Regions from separate parts of the Mus musculus genome. Here all the other regions are linked to region 3. Evidence: chromatin contacts called from public HiChIP or PLAC-seq data. All regions are on one chromosome and are shown on one strand. Each heading gives the region's core, a stretch centred on a gene start, on an enhancer-like site or on the middle of the called end of the contact. The rest is flanking DNA. Distances are from core to core; before and after follow the strand shown.

Evidence for each region. HiChIP or PLAC-seq counts read pairs in DNA pulled down with a chosen protein or histone mark.
Region 1: a contact with region 3 is called in an H3K4me3 HiChIP or PLAC-seq map of embryonic basal ganglia, with 2.0 times the contacts expected there. The contact joins the enhancer-like site here to the promoter of Chaserr in region 3. A contact is called at or near these places in 4 of 39 promoter capture datasets (embryonic stem cells, hematopoietic stem and progenitor cells, neural stem cells and 1 more), 3 of 15 datasets of contacts at CTCF or cohesin (CD8 T cells, the NIH/3T3 cell line and embryonic stem cells), 37 of 484 Hi-C or Micro-C datasets (CD4 T cells, CD8 T cells, the CH12 cell line and 23 more), 38 of 115 datasets of contacts at active chromatin or transcription factors (CD8 T cells, DN3 thymocytes, the HPC-7 cell line and 24 more) and 6 of 9 other capture datasets (adipose tissue, embryonic stem cells, embryonic tail and 3 more).
Region 2: a contact with region 3 is called in an H3K27ac HiChIP or PLAC-seq map of embryonic stem cells, with 7 read pairs. The contact joins the enhancer-like site here to the promoter of Chaserr in region 3. A contact is called at or near these places in 2 of 484 Hi-C or Micro-C datasets (CD4 T cells and nephron progenitors), 3 of 115 datasets of contacts at active chromatin or transcription factors (the SCID.adh cell line and embryonic stem cells) and 3 of 9 other capture datasets (adipose tissue, liver and pancreatic islet).

The regions. Positions count from the first base shown.
Region 1 is chr7:73,636,114-73,639,322 of GRCm38.p6, reverse strand. No RefSeq gene overlaps it. Among named protein-coding and RNA genes, the nearest start is that of Gm26176, 8.4 kb to the left of the region's middle. Within about 2 kb of position 1,367, at least 48 of the 459 cell types and tissues checked have an H3K27ac peak or open chromatin away from gene starts, as enhancers often do. A contact at or near this core is called in embryonic basal ganglia, embryonic cerebral cortex, lateral ganglionic eminence and 2 more, where this site is marked.
Region 2 is chr7:73,478,609-73,481,731 of GRCm38.p6, reverse strand. It overlaps Chd2 (chromodomain helicase DNA binding protein 2), which reads left to right. Exons shown (of 39, transcript NM_001081345.2): 18 at 609-771; 19 at 1,179-1,331; 20 at 3,002-3,073. Among named protein-coding and RNA genes, the nearest start is that of Chd2, 62 kb to the left of the region's middle. Within about 2 kb of position 1,736, at least 31 of the 459 cell types and tissues checked have an H3K27ac peak or open chromatin away from gene starts, as enhancers often do.
Region 3 is chr7:73,556,581-73,559,679 of GRCm38.p6, reverse strand. It overlaps Chaserr (CHD2 adjacent suppressive regulatory RNA), which reads left to right and starts at 1,285. Exons shown (of 5, transcript NR_037569.1): 1 at 1,285-1,641. RefSeq lists a cis regulatory region at 714-1,803.

The sequences.
Region 1 (3,209 bases), core at 118-2,617, 80 kb before region 3:
TGGAGCTTTTTCTAGAAGCAGAGAAAGAAGGCAGTAACGGGCAATCTTCACAGCATTTGGAGAAACTGAAATATGTACGTTCCCCCGTGGGACAAAGCGCATCAAGGAGATTGCAGCCTTTAAACCATGCAGAATTCTCACGTACTCTGCTCCTGATAATGCAGATCAGTACAGAATCTGTGGAAAGCAAGTTAGAATTACAAATCTACACAAATCAGCCCAGAAATTCTACATCTTGAAGCCTACATATTACACAGATAGTTCACTCACATACCAAAAAAAAAAAAAAAGTTTTAATTATTTCTTTTTTTGTTGTTTGTTTTTGTTTTTGTTTTTGTTTTTGAGACAGGGTTTCTCTGTATAGCCCTGGCTCTCCTGGAACTCACTCTGTAGACCAGGCTGGCCTCAAACTCAGAGATCCACCTGCCTCTGCCTCCTGAGTGCTGGGATTAAAGGCGTGCACCACCACACCTGACAAAGATATTTATGAGCTGTCTTCAGTTGCACCAGAAGAGGATGTCAGATCTCATTACGGATGGTTGTGAGCCACCACGTGGCTGCTGGGATTTGAACTCAGGACCTTTGGAAGAGCAGTCGGTGCTCTTAACCACTGAGCCATCTCTCCAGCCCTTTTTAATTATTTCTACATAGTTGGGTGCAGTGAACACTTTTAATCCCAGCATTCAGAAGAGAGAGGCAGGCAGATCTCTGAATTCACAGCTAGCTTGATCTACAGAGCTAGTTCCAGGATAACCAGGGCTATACAGAGAAAGCCTGTCTAAATATATATTTTTCACATATAAAGATATACATATATATGTATTTGTATATGTGTGTATACACATACACATATATAAATACACACACATATATACATATTTCCATGTGTGTGCATGAATGTGAATGTTATGTGTGTGCCGATGCCCCAGGAGGCCAGAAGAGGGTGTTGGATTCCTTAGAACTGAATTTACAAGTGGTTATAAGCTCTCCAACCCAGGTACTGAGAACTGAATTTAGCTCTTCAGGAAGAGCAGGTATGCACTCTCTGCTACTGAATCAGCCATCTCTCCAGCCCCTTAACAAATTTTTAAAGAGAAAGAACCTACCCTGCTCCACCCCCAAAAAATGACTTTTGAAGGAAGCGCTGTTTGAGGACCTTTAGGTTCTGACCAAATGGGCCTTTAATGAGACAGATTCTTCAGTGAGTTGACAAAGGCTGGGAAGTGGGGGGGGGGGGGGGGGCTCTGAAATGCCTGAGGGGAGGGGAGGGTGCAAGGACATGTCTCTTCACACTCACTTAGGCAGTTCCCATTGCCCTTCCTCATTGTGCTCCTGAGGCCCATTCAAAGCTAACACTCATCCACCAATGACATTTGGTACATGGGTAACCGTGGGCAACCAGCTTCACTCTCGGTTGTCTTAGCAACAGTGATGTTCTTCAGTGGGGTTTCCGCTGTGAAGTAATCATCCTTCTTTGAGGTGGACTCCTCTACATCAACGCAGTTTTTTTTACATCAATGACATTTATGAATAAGCCTCAATTAGATGCAATTACAACTGAACTGTTAAGTGAGGCTGTGAATTGAGTCAGATTTGCATATCCTTCCATCAAACCTGGCAAGCCCATGAATTGTGTGCCTGGTGCCATTCAAGGAAAGGGTGCCATTTGCTCTTGAAAACCACCTGCCATGCTCCAATTAAAGACGGGCAGCCTCTCCTCCTTATCCTTACCTCCTCTTCAAAGACAAATAGGAGTAGACGCCACAGCTTCCCCTTCTAGCTCAATAGAAAAGAAAAAGTAGCCCAATATAGATAGCCTCACATTCACCTGGAAAAAAACACAAGTTTGCATGGCGTAGAGTCGCTCTGCTGGACAAAAGACAGGGATTCAGAATCACCTCTCATAGATCCTCCTGCCCGGGGCCAGTTATGAAATATTTAAGTTGTTTGAAAGATGACACTGAGTTTCATGTTACCCACATAGCTGGTGAAAAGAATAGACTTCCTGTGTCTGTCAAAGGTCAGTGAAAAGTGACTCAGTCTTGGAAGCCCAGGACTGGCTACTGAAAGACAAGCTCCCTAATGGCTCTCATGACCCCTGAACTCCTGAATTTCATGGCTCTATCTGGCCCACCCACACTCAAACACATTATGATCTCCCCTGCCTTCATAGAATCCCATTGCATGGGCTCTCTTAGAGGTTGTAGTGGTTTGTATATGCTCGGCCCAGGGAGTGGCACTATTAGGAGGTGTGGCCTTGTTGGAGTAGGTGTGCCACTGTGGGTGTGGGCTATAAGACCTTCATCCTAGCTACCTGGAAGGGAGTAGTCTGCCAGCAACCTTCAGAGGAAGATGTAGAACTCTCAGCTCTTCCTGTACCAGTCTGCCTGGATCCGGCCATGTTCCTGCCTTGATGATAATGGACTGAACCTCTGAACCTGTAAGCCAGCCCCAATTAAATGTAGTCCTTTTCACAGTTGCCTTGGTCCTGGTGTCTGTTCACAGCAGTAAAACCCTTGCTAAGACACAGTTCAGGCCACCCTTGTCCTGCTATGGAAATACAACCTGGAAGAAAGCAAAGGGGAGAAGCCTTAGCTGTTGCTCTGACCTGGGGCACACTCTTGGAACATCCAAGTAGGTGACTTATGCTCTTCTGAGCCCTCTGGCTTGTGCTGGGGATGGGCAGGGAAGATGGAGGGAGATGTGCTGTGATGGAGGGAGATGCCCTGTGCTTAGATCACTGCTTCTGTATGCCCAAGTCCCATCAATCCGCTTCTGGCCTTCATAAAAAGGATGATACATGATTTAGAGTCATAGTCGCAACAAAAGCAGCTTGCCATTCTAACATCAATCCTAGTGCTCAGCTTCCGGAAGCATCACGAGGCCCCCCCATGGGTTTCTGGTGCTGTAGTTTACTGATGATGGCCCCCGTTGGTGCAAGTTTGACAGTATCCTCAAAATAGGCAGCTGTCTGACACATCTGCAGGGTTTGTATCTTGGCTGCGATCCATTCAAAGCTGTTTTAAAGCAGATTTTATTTCTGGAAACAAGGATATTAAGGCAATCTGAGAATTATATGGTCAAAGAATTGTTTGGAGGGTGGGGCTGAGACAGGGTTGCTCTGTGTAGCCCTGAATGTCCTGAAACTCGCTCTGTAGACCAAACTAGTCTTGAAATCAGAGATCCACCTGCTTCTGCCTCCCAAGTGC
Region 2 (3,123 bases), core at 487-2,986, 78 kb after region 3:
AACACTTTAACGAGTTCTTTACAACTAAATAGTACCATATTTTCTTTCTCTTTGTGGGTTTGGCTAGGTTTTAGATCTCCTTCCTTCCCTCAGCATCTTAGTTGTTGATACCCTTCTGTCTGTCTTCCACTTCTCTCCACATCCCTTTGACAGAATCTCACTGTATAGTCTCTCCCTTGGCTTGTCCTTAATACTCCTCTAGACTCAGCCTCCTGAGTGCTGGGATAAAGGACAGAATCATGGTTGTGCTCCATGCAGGCACCCTTACCTGGGATACTGACTATTCCATTTGAATGTGGATAGGTAGTGTATTTAGCCCGTTCTCTGCTCACTTGGGCTTTCTCAAAGGATTTTTTAAACACACACACACACACACACACACACACACACACGAGTGTGTCTTTAGCCTTCTAGAATTGTCTTTTAGATTTCCTGTGATCAGTGAGGTTGACGTACTTGGTTCAATCATTGACCTTTTTACGCCTGCCTGCAGATGTGAAGGATCATGTTTAGGTTACAGGAGACAGAAAGTAAAAATCTGTCTTTTCACTTTGCTTTCCTACAGCGCCGTAAGCCCTGCTTACTTGAATGAATGTTTCCCATTGCAGATGGATCCTGACCAGGAATTACAAGGCTCTTGCCAAAGGGACCAGAGGCAGCACATCTGGCTTCCTTAATATCGTGATGGAGCTGAAAAAGTGCTGCAACCACTGTTATCTGATCAAAGCTCCCGAGGACAGCGAGAGGGAGAGCGGCCAGGAGGTCCTTCAGGTGAGCACCTCCTCTTGCTCGCACTCGCCCTCTGGAGTGAGTCAGGGCTGTTTTAGAGTTTTATTTGAAGTATAAGTATTCCTTCTCTTCCTTGATTATCCTTCAAGGAGTATCAAAGGAAGCTTTCAAAAACACAAGGAAAGCCAGACGTCAGTAGTGGCGTGGAATTGAGAGAGCCCTTGGATATGACAGGGGTGTTTGGATATGTGCTGGAGGCAGAAGCGACTTAAGTTTGAGAACAGCTTGTTCAAGGCTCACATGAGCTACATAGTGAGACCTTGTCTCCAAAGGAGCAAGCATGATGAGGAAACTCAGTAACAATGCTGGAAGTACATAGTAGCGTGGGTGCCGCGTTTAAAGAGCACTGTGTTTGAACATAACGAGTGAGATGTCTTCTGAATCTTCAGTCTCTAATTAGGAGCAGTGGGAAGCTGATCCTGTTAGACAAACTGTTGACAAGACTCCGAGAAAGGGGAAACAGAGTCCTTATCTTCTCTCAGATGGTGAGGATGTTGGATATCCTGGCCGAGTACCTGACTATCAAACACTATCCTTTCCAGGTAAGATGGCTCAGTGACTCTCTTCCCCCCAGAGTCTAACATTAAAGCTGCAGGCAGACCTGCTTTTCTTCTTGCCTTTAGATTACTCTGATGATAATGACCATGTGAAGGTCATACGTTTTAAAAAAACACTTTGTTGTTGTTGTTTGTGTTTTGTTTTTTTGAGACAGGATTTCACTGTGCAGCCATGGCTGTCCTGGAATTTACTATGTAGGCCAGGTGGCCTTGAACTCACATACTTGCCTTTGCCTTCCAAGTTCTGGGATTAAAGGCATGTGCCACTCTGCCTGGCAACACTTTATTATTAGAGAGAATAAGTGGATGAGGCCACATGGACAGGCGTGTGTACCATGGTTCCCGAATGGAGATGAGACGATAACTATGAGGACTTGATTTCTCTCTTTCCACTGTGAGATCTGAGCTTTAGCTCAGGTCCAGAGGCTTTTTACCTGCTAACCCTACGATCAGTAGCACTAAGGACAATGTAGAAGGAAAGATTAGCAACAAGAAAACTTGGCATGAGAAAAGTACCTGTGCTACCTGTCTTTATCTATTGTCAAAGTAGGTCGGAGGAAGTGTGAGTCTGAAATAGAGTCTCAGATTCTAAGAAGAAAAGAGGCAGCTTTGTTGTTTTATCTTAACCCTGTAGGGTGTGGCTTTGGTTTGAGGCTGGGAGCCAAGCAGGAGGAGTTCTTGAAACAAGTGGTAGTGACTTCTCAGCAGAGGTGACTTGATGCTTCTGTACAGTGGACTTTTATAGGCGGGATTTCTTCCTTCAGATGCTGTTGTGAGCCTGCCTTTGCAAATGCCTTTGGTTCCAGTCTCTGTGCAGATTTATTATAAGGTCAATAGCTCCCACGTGTGTACCTGTTATGGTTTAAGGGGCTGTGCCTCTCATGGCCTTGCAGGGATATAGGTCTTTGCAGACTCTGCCTGAGTCATCTTGACCTTTTGTAAAATCAAGGTTTCATCTTAAGGATGATTTTTAAGGGATGAAATGTGAAAGTAGTTCTACATGCTGAGACATGCCTTTTAATTACACAGTTCAGTATTTGCTTTGTGTATATATTTGGTAATTGCCCTGTACCTCAAAGTAATAAACTAACTAATAAAATAAATAACTAATAAAAAATTATATGCTTGAGTCAGTGCCTGAGACTTGAGTTGATGATACAGTTTTACTATTTGAATAGTTTATAGTGATTTTAGATGTAAATTTTAGAAAAATCTCCATATATGGTCAATTAATTTTGAACGTTTTCAGTAGTTTCCAAATGTGCTGTAGTTTGGTTTCTATAGCATTTAATGTTAAAAAGCTATGATGCCTAAGATGTATTGTTTTTCAGTAGGAGCCACTTACTAAGTGACTAGAGTTACTGTCTCCTCAGCACACGGGCTGGGTTTTCATCTCTTTCCTTGTGGGTTTTGGTAGACATTGTGATCCTTGGGTCAGCCTTTGAATTAGGAACTTGTGACCTTGCGTCTGTAACTGGAGAGCTGAGGTCGCAGCAGCCATGCTGTTTACACATACCTTCAGAGCCCTTTGCCAGCCATTCCCAGTTATTTTTACTCAGTGAAGTCTGGGAGGTGAAGGTTGCAAGCTTGGTGTTCTATTCTGAGTGTGGCCGATCTTCCTCACTCAAGACTTTTCTTGTGGTTTCCTTTTACAGCGCCTGGATGGTTCTATCAAGGGGGAAATCCGAAAGCAGGCACTGGATCACTTCAATGCAGATGGGTCTGAGGTACATTGTGCATGGCTTTAATATTTGCATAACTTGGACTTTGTATATGG
Region 3 (3,099 bases), core at 36-2,535:
ACATCAGGACAGCCAACACTATGTTAAAGAGACCTGATTCCACACCCCTCCAAAAGGGAACTAGAACGACTTTTGTGGTCCATGATCAAGTAATGTGATTTTTAACCCAGGAGCAAACTAAGTTTCAAGAGAATTTTAGAACTGTTCCTCTCATCTCAACAAGCAAGCCCCTTCTTAAAAGTGTTTTTCCCTCATGGAAACTAATAGCATATTTTCTTTTCCCCTAGCCCCTTGCCAAAAGAAACATTTCCACATTCCGCTTCTGTGCGAGAACAACTTCCTTAGATACTTGAGGACAGACGGTTCAGAGATTCATTTGTATTCTGCCTAAACTTGTTTCCAGGCAGAAGTGGGAAGAAGAAATGTAAAAGAGTGGAGTTTTTGAGAGGAAATGAAGCTTGTACTGTGTAATTCTCTGGGGGAAAGCTGGATAGACATGTTTAAACTACCACTTCAACAACGCTGCCCTAAAATGTGGGATCCAGCTAATCAGAATTAAGAGGCTGGTTTGTTAGGCCCTCAGGACTACTGGGCATGCTACTAGATTACCTCAAATAAGTGGTATATCAAGTCAGATATTAGGTTAGCGAATGTGCTGGTCATAACCTGCCTGTGGTCTGGTTCCTTAGGGGCAAAAAATCCTGAGGCTATGGCGCTTGCCCAAGAAGGAAGGTTCTGCAGTTTTTGCTTATCTTGTCAATCATGTCGTTTTCGCTCTATCACTTCCTCTTCCTTTGTGGACGAAAAAAATCTCAAGTCAGAAACAGGAAAGGTTAGCTTTTAATGGCTCGTCCGTACACAAACTACCTTCGAGGGTCCGCACTGCGGAGCAGAAAGTTACGTCTCTCCCCGCAAACCCAGAGTTTCACTATCTGCCAATCGCAGGTCAGGACTTCTCTCCTGAAACGCCCACGGGCTATGATTGGCATTAAATAAGCCCTATTGGTGCTGAGAACATGGAAGCGGTGGGTTCAGAACTGACCAATAGTATGCAGTTGGGGCGGGAGGAAGGTACGAACGAAGTGCGTGATGCCGCTCCGGGAAGCGAGGGCAGGAAGCTAGCCCAGCCAATGGCCGCCGCGGGCGGGTGTCGGCGCGCGTGCGCACTGGGGGTCCCGGAGCTGCAGGCGGGAGGTTGGGGGAGGGGAGCGAGCTGGAGCGCCGCGGAGCTCTAGCCGCCGCCGCAGCTCCCGCCGCAGCGAAGAGGCCATGTTGTGTGGTGTGTGGGGCGGGGGGAGGAGGAGGAGGGAGGAAAGCCGAGCGAGGAGACGGGAGAGACACCACACACGGCACAAGATGGCCGGAGAGGCAGCAGCAAGCCCAGCTGTCAGGCGGTCTGCCGCGGCCCGTGGGCTCGCCGCTGCGCTGGGAGCGCTACCCCGGCGTCCTGGAGGGCTCTGGGAGAGCGGGGAGGCCGCGGCTGGGGCGAGGCGGCCGCGCGCGATGTGGGAGCTCGCGGCCGGAGCGCCCGGGGAGGCCGGGCCCACGACGCCCGTGGCTCCGCTGCGGCAGCGGCGGTGCTGGTGTCGCGCGCGGCCGGGAGGCGGCTTCGCGCCGCGGGCGGGAGGCTGCGGCGGGCGACCCGTCCTGGACACGCGAGGAAGAGCGAGCCGATGGCGGCAGGGGCCGCGCTTCGACCCGGTGAGTAGCTCCCCTGCTCCCTTTATTGTCCTTTGTCCTTGGGAGGAAAAGCACGACGTCCTTGAGCGCGGGCGGGAGGGGCGGCGGGTGGCTGCCGGCTGGCTCTGCACACGCAGCCCCGGGCACTGCCGCGGAGGGCCGATGCCACGGGAGCACGGGGTCGGGCCACCGCGTTCCCGCTGCATACCCAGCCGGGCGCCGCGCTGCGGTCCGAGCCAGCGGGGAGAGGGCGGCGGCCGCGCCGTGGAACCCCTGCTTGCTCTGGTGAGTTACTTCGATACTTAGCGAGAAATAACAACAATCCTCCGTTGATGGGCTTTTAAAAATCTTTTCCAGTGAGGTGGGAACCCATCTTTGGGGTCGGATCTAAAAGAACAATGGAACCTCTCACTTCGCTTAAACCAAAATAAAACTTGTCTTTTTCCCCCCTTCTCCCTGTTGGGTGTTGGCTTTTAACTCTTTCTAAGCTGCTTTTGAGAACGGCTGTTAGTGTTCTAGATGCAAAGGTACCTTTCAGCTTGTTAAACGTCCGTGACGTTTGTTGTCTTTTAGAAAAGGCAAGTTACAGGAGTGCATCTAGTATTTCAAAAATGACGACGGCAACAAGGCAGTTTAAAGGAAGTAGATTTGATAATTATGGTGCAAGATGATGGCGTTTGATGAATACAGCTTATTTTTACCGAGAACTTTCGTTAAGACCATTTGACATCCTGATACTTGAACATAACCGTACTGTTTGATACTTTTTTAAATGAGTAGGTAAAGCCGTTATCAGCAACTTCTCACTTGAATGTTAAATCTAACTTGAGGCGGTTCCGACCCTTTACAAGTTAAAATTCATCTTGTTTAAAAGAGAGTGTATACTATTAGAAACCTTGGCCGTAAAAGTTAAGAAATATTCTAAAAGCAGAGCTCTTTAAGTTACTTAGTGTAAATCCTGAAGTAAGACTGCCATTGATGGGCGATGAAGAGGGGCCATATTTGTTGCATTTGTTGCACGTATAAAAGTCGAGGTGTGCTTAGAAACGGAACAGTATGGAAACAACAGTTTTAAAAAATTTGTTTCTGCATACTCATTTAAAAATTATTTGAGGTAATTTAGGATCAGTCGTTGGAAGACTAGGAGTGTTCAGACCTTTGTGTATTTTTGAATATATTTGTCTTCATTCTGCGGAGCTCTTGTGCTGTAAAGGTGAATAACTGCGTAAAGACAGTGTTGGGGAGACTTACGTAGCTCATCTAAAATCAAAGGTGCGGGTTGATTGGACCTTATTTCATCGGGTATTTACAGTAGAAAACAATTGGAATACCTTTTATGGGGTAGACATAGTCTATCAGTTGCCCATACCTTGATTTCTCAGAATTTCTCAGTACTAATTTTGTTTTTTCAAAAGAATGCTGTGGAATATTTTATCACTGAAAGTGGTTTTAAAGCGATTGAGAATGTAGTTCAGAATC